Regions from separate parts of the Mus musculus genome. Here region 2 is linked to region 1. Evidence: chromatin contacts called from public Hi-C data. All regions are on one chromosome and are shown on one strand. Each heading gives the region's core, a stretch centred on a gene start, on an enhancer-like site or on the middle of the called end of the contact. The rest is flanking DNA. Distances are from core to core; before and after follow the strand shown.

Region 1 (2,729 bases), core at 106-2,605:
GTGCATTTTGCTCCTCAGGCATTGCTGAGCGAGGTTTGCTGTCCCCATGATATGGGGTGTCTCCTGGGAATGGTAGAGCCTCCTAAAGTGGCTTCTGTGGTAGGGTGGGTATTCCTGTGCCTGCTTGTTTGTGAGCACGAGTATACATGCTTGGGCATCGGTCAGTGTGTATGCATGTGGATACCTGCCTCCATGTGTGTACACGTGTGTGCATGCTTGTAGACCAGTGTGTGCATGTACATGCAAATGTGCATGCCTGTGAGCACCTGTTTGCACATGTGCACATATGTATATGCATGCACATGTATGGAAAGCTGCACTCTGGACTCTGGACTCTTCCCTACATTTAGCAGACTCTGTTCATTAGGAGGCTCGCTAAACTCATTTTCTAGAAGTCTGTTCTTGGCTCAGAGCTAAAAATCCACCCTTGCTGTTCTCTGGCAATGCTAGCCTATCTGGAGTGATAGAGGATGCAGGGGCATTCAGCATGATGTCACAGATTGTGTCATCTGTGTTTCTCCAGGAGTCAGCTGTTCGGCTGTCTCGTCCCCAGTCACACTGGCTGTCACAGCCAGATGCTGTGGATGTTCCCAGATAATTTCCAGCCATTTCCTCTCCCAGGGGACTGTCCTCTCTGCTCATGGGGACTTCCCTACATAGTCACGTTCTGCTCCAAAGGGATCCAGAGTCATGGTGGCCTGGGCAGGCTTTAAGGTACAGGTAGATGGCCTGCCTAGGTCATGTAGGGCCAAGAGGACAAGAACAGGGAGTTGGCCTGCTCGGGAAGCCTGTCCCAGGCGCAGGCAGAGCTCCATGTTCATACCCATAAGTCACCAGGCCAGCAAGGCATGGATGAAGGTTGCTGGCTGGCTACTTGGTGGGGTCACCCACTGGGGCTCTTGTAGGCTGAGCCTCACACTTTGCCTGACCGTTCACTTCACTGGGACAGCACCCAGTGTTACATTTAGGGGACAATAACTGCCTCCGGTAATGAGTGACTCCTTTGCTGCTGCTTTAAGGGAATCCTTTTGTCCTTCTCCAGACTGGGCTTCGTTTTCCTGACCAGCGGCGCCAGGGCTACACACACCGGGGGCATTGAGCAGAGAGCCACTGACTGAGCTCGGCTATTCTGTTTCCTTTTGCTGAGGGCAAATGTTGATGTAAGTTGCAGTCTTTCCTCCTGTTGTGAGCTGCTGAAGTTATCCTCTTGCTCCCTGGCGTGCTCTTATCTGACCTTTATACTGGATGGTTCATCCAACCATAAATAATCCCTTTGAAACACAGAGGGCCTGGTGTGCTGGCATCTGCAGAAGCTCGGAGAGGAGCTGCCAGGAGAGCAGGCTGAGCACAGGGAGGTGCAGGGAGGGTGCCAGGACTGACGGAGGAGGGGTTCTTCCGCCTCCTTTTCCATTGGGCCTGAGCTGGGGGAAGAGTAATTAGATAATAATGAATGAGCCAGTGAGTGGGAGGAGCTGGTCTTGGGGACTGGCAGGGAGGACTCAGTGTTATCAGAGTAGAGAGGGTTGGGGCTCTTCACCAGGGCTGTGAACAGGTGGCTCTCAGCATCAGGCTTTTGCTCATAGACTACAGTCAGTCTGTGTTCTGCATCCTTTCCGAGTCAGGTTCACAGACAATGCCACAGAACTCTGGGGTCTAGAAGGCCTGTCCTAACCCATAGGCGCCTTAGGGTGCAGGCCTCAGGGTTTTCTGTGTGATGGTTTGTAAATGCTCGGCCCAGGGAGTGGCTCTATTAGAAGGTGTGGCCTTGTTGAAGTAAGTGTGTCACTGTGGGTGTGGGCTTTAAGACCCTCATCCTAGCTGCCTGGAAGCCAGTATTGTGCTAGCAGCCTTCAGATGAAGATGTAGAACTCTCAGCATCTCCTGCATCGTGCCTGCCTGGTTGCTGCTATGCTCCCGCCTTGATGATAATGAACTGAACCTCTGAACCTGTAAGTCAGCCCCAATTAAATGCTGTCCTTTTAAGAATTGCCTTGGTTATGGTGTCTGTTCACAGCAGTAAACCCTAGACACCCTGTTTCCTGGTCTCTGGGGCTTCCTGTCAAACCTTAACTTAGCTGTTTCTTAGGAAGCCAGGTCTTTCTGGGTAGCTTGGGGTTAGCTGAGGTTTGTGGCTAAACTGTCTTCTGCCTGAAGGTTCTGAGAAGCTAGCAAGATCACTGGGGATCTTGACTCAATAGGTTTCCTCAGTGACAGTGGGGGTGTTAGTGTGACACAACCATTCCCCGTTCATAGTGTCCTACCCTCAGGTCCTAAAGCAAGAGCCGATGTTCTTGGAATTACTGACTGGTACTTACAAAGGCGGGATACCACCTCTGACTTGAAACCAGAATCGCCAGCTTTAACTCTGGCTTGGCTTCTCACTGAAGGAAGATTTACCCACAAGTATGTGGCAGTTGGAGACAATCCCATCTCGACCATTTCCTGTTCTTCAAGGGTCAGGAGAGGCCTGAGGGCCATGGCTTGATCACACACATGCCTGAACCTTTGCCCTGAATTTAGGATGCTCTGGGAATTGTCCACTTTTGAAGGTACAAAAGTGTAGCCATTTGAGAAGGCCACACATGGTTCCTGAAGCTCCTTGGTTTCCACGGACAGCTTCAGCGCATCGGATCTTGAAGAAAGAAGAGCAGCTTGAAATGGGGCTCATTTGCCAGACTCTTGCATTGCTGTATGCAGAGAAAGATGGCTGGCGACCAGGAGTGGGGAGG
Region 2 (2,729 bases), core at 69-2,568, 340 kb before region 1:
TTATAAACCTCAAGAGCCCGCCTCAGTGACTCATTTTCTCTAGCCAGGATCCACTTCCTAAAGGTTCCACAATATTCCCAAGTAACGTCCTCTCACGAGGAACAAATGTTCAAACACGTGAGCCTGGGGGACAGTTCACATCCAATCACAACAGCATCCCTCTCCCCAGCTCTGCTCCTCCATTTTATATACAGCATGTTTCTCTCCACTCAGGGGTTCAAGGCTCCCCGACAACACAGTTGGGCCGTGAGAGCAGAAAACCAAAGAGTAGATTTCAAGTTAGAACAGTCCATGGTAGCACATTGTTGGTAACATTTGCCAAGTAGAACTGAGGAGCCTCCAGGGAGGGAACACCCTTACCCCAGTGCCTCTCGCTGGAACCAAGTTCTGCAGAGGAGAACACTCTGTGCAGGGTTTCGCCTGCAGGCAAGTCACATCTTCCTGGCTTCTCACGTTTCCACCCAACAGCCTTTCCCTAAGAATGATTCATCCTTCGTGATCATATGCCAGAAAGATTTTACTGAAGGAACCCTGTTATAGCTGTCTCGTGTGAGGCTATGCCAGTGCCTGACAAATACAGAAGTGGATGCTCACAGTCTTCTATAGGATGGAACACAGGAAGCCCAATGGAGAAGCTAGAGAAAGCACCCAAGGAGCTGAAGGGGTCTGCAACCCTATAGGTGGAGCAACAATATGAACTAACCAGTAGCCCCAGAGCTCATATCTCTAGCTGCATATGTAGCAGAAGATGGCCTAGTCAGCCGTCACTGGGAAGAGAGGCCCCTTGGTATTGCAAACATTATAGGCCCATTCCCAGTACAGGGGAATGCCAGGGCCAAGAAGCAGGAGTGGGTGGGTAGGGGAGCAGGGCGGGGAGAGGGTATAGGGAACTTTCTGGATAGCATTTGAAATGTATATAAAGAAAATATCCAATAAAAGAATTTGGTTTGTAACTACAAAAAAAAAGATTCATCCTGTACTTCATCCAAAGGGGGGGGGGGGGACAGACACAAGAGCACGGAAGGGGCTCTGTGGACCCACTGTTACAAAGTGGGGCCCACCTGGACCTTCACCTGTACACTGGGGCAGGCTGCATCCTGGGAACCTATACTATGCAGCAGAAATAGGATTCCCTTCCTAGTTTTACAGGACCAGCAGAAATGACAGTTCCCACTCGGGAGCCAGCACTGCACGCTTGCCTCCTACCTGCTGCTGTTTATCTGCAGCCAGCCAGCAAGCTGCCAGCTCAGATGAGCAGGCTGCATGAGGACCAGGCAATTTCTCTTCTGGCACTAAAGGCAGAAAGGGAGGGGAGGAGCAGCCTAAGTGCTTTTGAGGCAGCACAAGCATGCCCGCGTGTGGTCAACGGCCCATGCTGTTAGCCACGGGAGAGACGTTTTGTACCAGCCTGTGCTCAGAATGGCTCAGCCCACTCCTGATCTGAGGACAATCTGGTCAGAGCACAAACCCTTGGTCTCTGTCGGTACCACTTCACTGGGAGTGGGCCCATCTTCCTCACAAATGGGGTTACTGCACTCTTCAGAGCCTGAGAGGAAAAGGAATGTTCTAGCTTGGGCTCCAGCTTCCTCTCCTCTCCCCAAAGCCCTGTAACCTCCCCCTCCTCTCTGTGCATGCATGTGTATGTATACTTGTGTATGTGCATGTATGTATGTATGTATGTATGTATGTGTGTGTGTGCCTGTGTACACGAGTCAATGATTACATGAATGTGTGCCCTTGTGTGTGCATGCACGGTCATGTGTGCAAGTGCCACGAGGCATATGGATGCCAGAGGACAACCTCCACTGTTAGCCCTCATCTTTCCCCTTGCCTGAGGCAGGGTCTCTTGGTATTTAGCACCATGGTAGCTGGCCTGACAGAGAGAGCTTCAGGGATTCTCCTGCCTCTCCTAGCTCGCCTGAGATGTGCTGCTCTTATAAATGCCAGCTACCACTACAAGGTTTTACATGGATTCTAAGGATCCAAACTTAGGTCCTTACACTCCAACTGTGTCCCCAGATCAAAGTCCTAATGGTACCTGTTTGCAAGAACGCACGTGAGTACACACACACACACACACACACACACACACACGGCCTTGACCTTGACCTAGGGCCCTTCCCCCTTGTGACCTTAGCACCTTCTTCTTTCACTGAGGGCTGCACCCAAGGCACCCTGTGCCTGCCTCTGCTCTCCTGTTTCCTCTGCTGCTCCCTTGCCTCTTACCTCACATCTGGATGGGAGGCTGGAGGCTTCCCAAAGATGCTCTGGGGCTCTTCCAGATGGGCAGTCTCCCAAATCCTTCATGTCCCCTGAATCTTTCTGATGTCATTCTTGCTCTTCGATGTCCTCTATCTGAGAGCAGGGTCTCTCTCCTCCCATCGCCTTGGCTCCCTGCCTAAGTAAGGAGTCACCAGTCGCCTAAGTCCCTGAAAACTCTAGTATCAACCTGAGTCTGTCTCCTGCATGCAGGGTAAACTTGGTGTGTGTCTTTTTCTAACAATCATTTTCTCTCCATGCAGTGGCTTGCTGCCACAAGAGCACCTTGGGGTTCCTCAGACCATTCTGTGATCCACCTGTTCATACATACCCTCTATTCCACCTCCATCTTACTACATCCCTCACATCTGCATGTTGATGTAGCCAAAGTAGCTTTGCATAGATGTGGGACCACTTAGCTTGCATTATGGGGGAAAGACTAGGTGTGTGTGGGGTGGGTGTATGTGTGT

Evidence for each region. Hi-C and Micro-C count contacts between places; a contact is called where the count stands out from the background.
Region 2: a contact with region 1 is called in a Hi-C map of cerebral cortex, with 3 times the contacts expected there. The contact joins two enhancer-like sites. A contact is called at or near these places in 1 of 39 promoter capture datasets (liver) and 1 of 484 Hi-C or Micro-C datasets (cerebral cortex).

What each region holds. Positions count from the first base shown.
Region 1 is chr13:51,775,912-51,778,640 of GRCm38.p6, reverse strand. The region is part of intron 1 of Sema4d (sema domain, immunoglobulin domain (Ig), transmembrane domain (TM) and short cytoplasmic domain, (semaphorin) 4D); the gene reads left to right. Among named protein-coding and RNA genes, the nearest start is that of Sema4d, 16 kb to the left of the region's middle. Within about 2 kb of position 1,355, at least 127 of the 459 cell types and tissues checked have an H3K27ac peak or open chromatin away from gene starts, as enhancers often do. A contact at or near this core is called in cerebral cortex, where this site is marked.
Region 2 is chr13:52,112,315-52,115,043 of GRCm38.p6, reverse strand. The region is part of intron 3 of 4921525O09Rik (RIKEN cDNA 4921525O09 gene); the gene reads right to left. Among named protein-coding and RNA genes, the nearest start is that of 4921525O09Rik, 17 kb to the right of the region's middle. Within about 2 kb of position 1,318, at least 37 of the 459 cell types and tissues checked have an H3K27ac peak or open chromatin away from gene starts, as enhancers often do. A contact at or near this core is called in cerebral cortex, where this site is marked.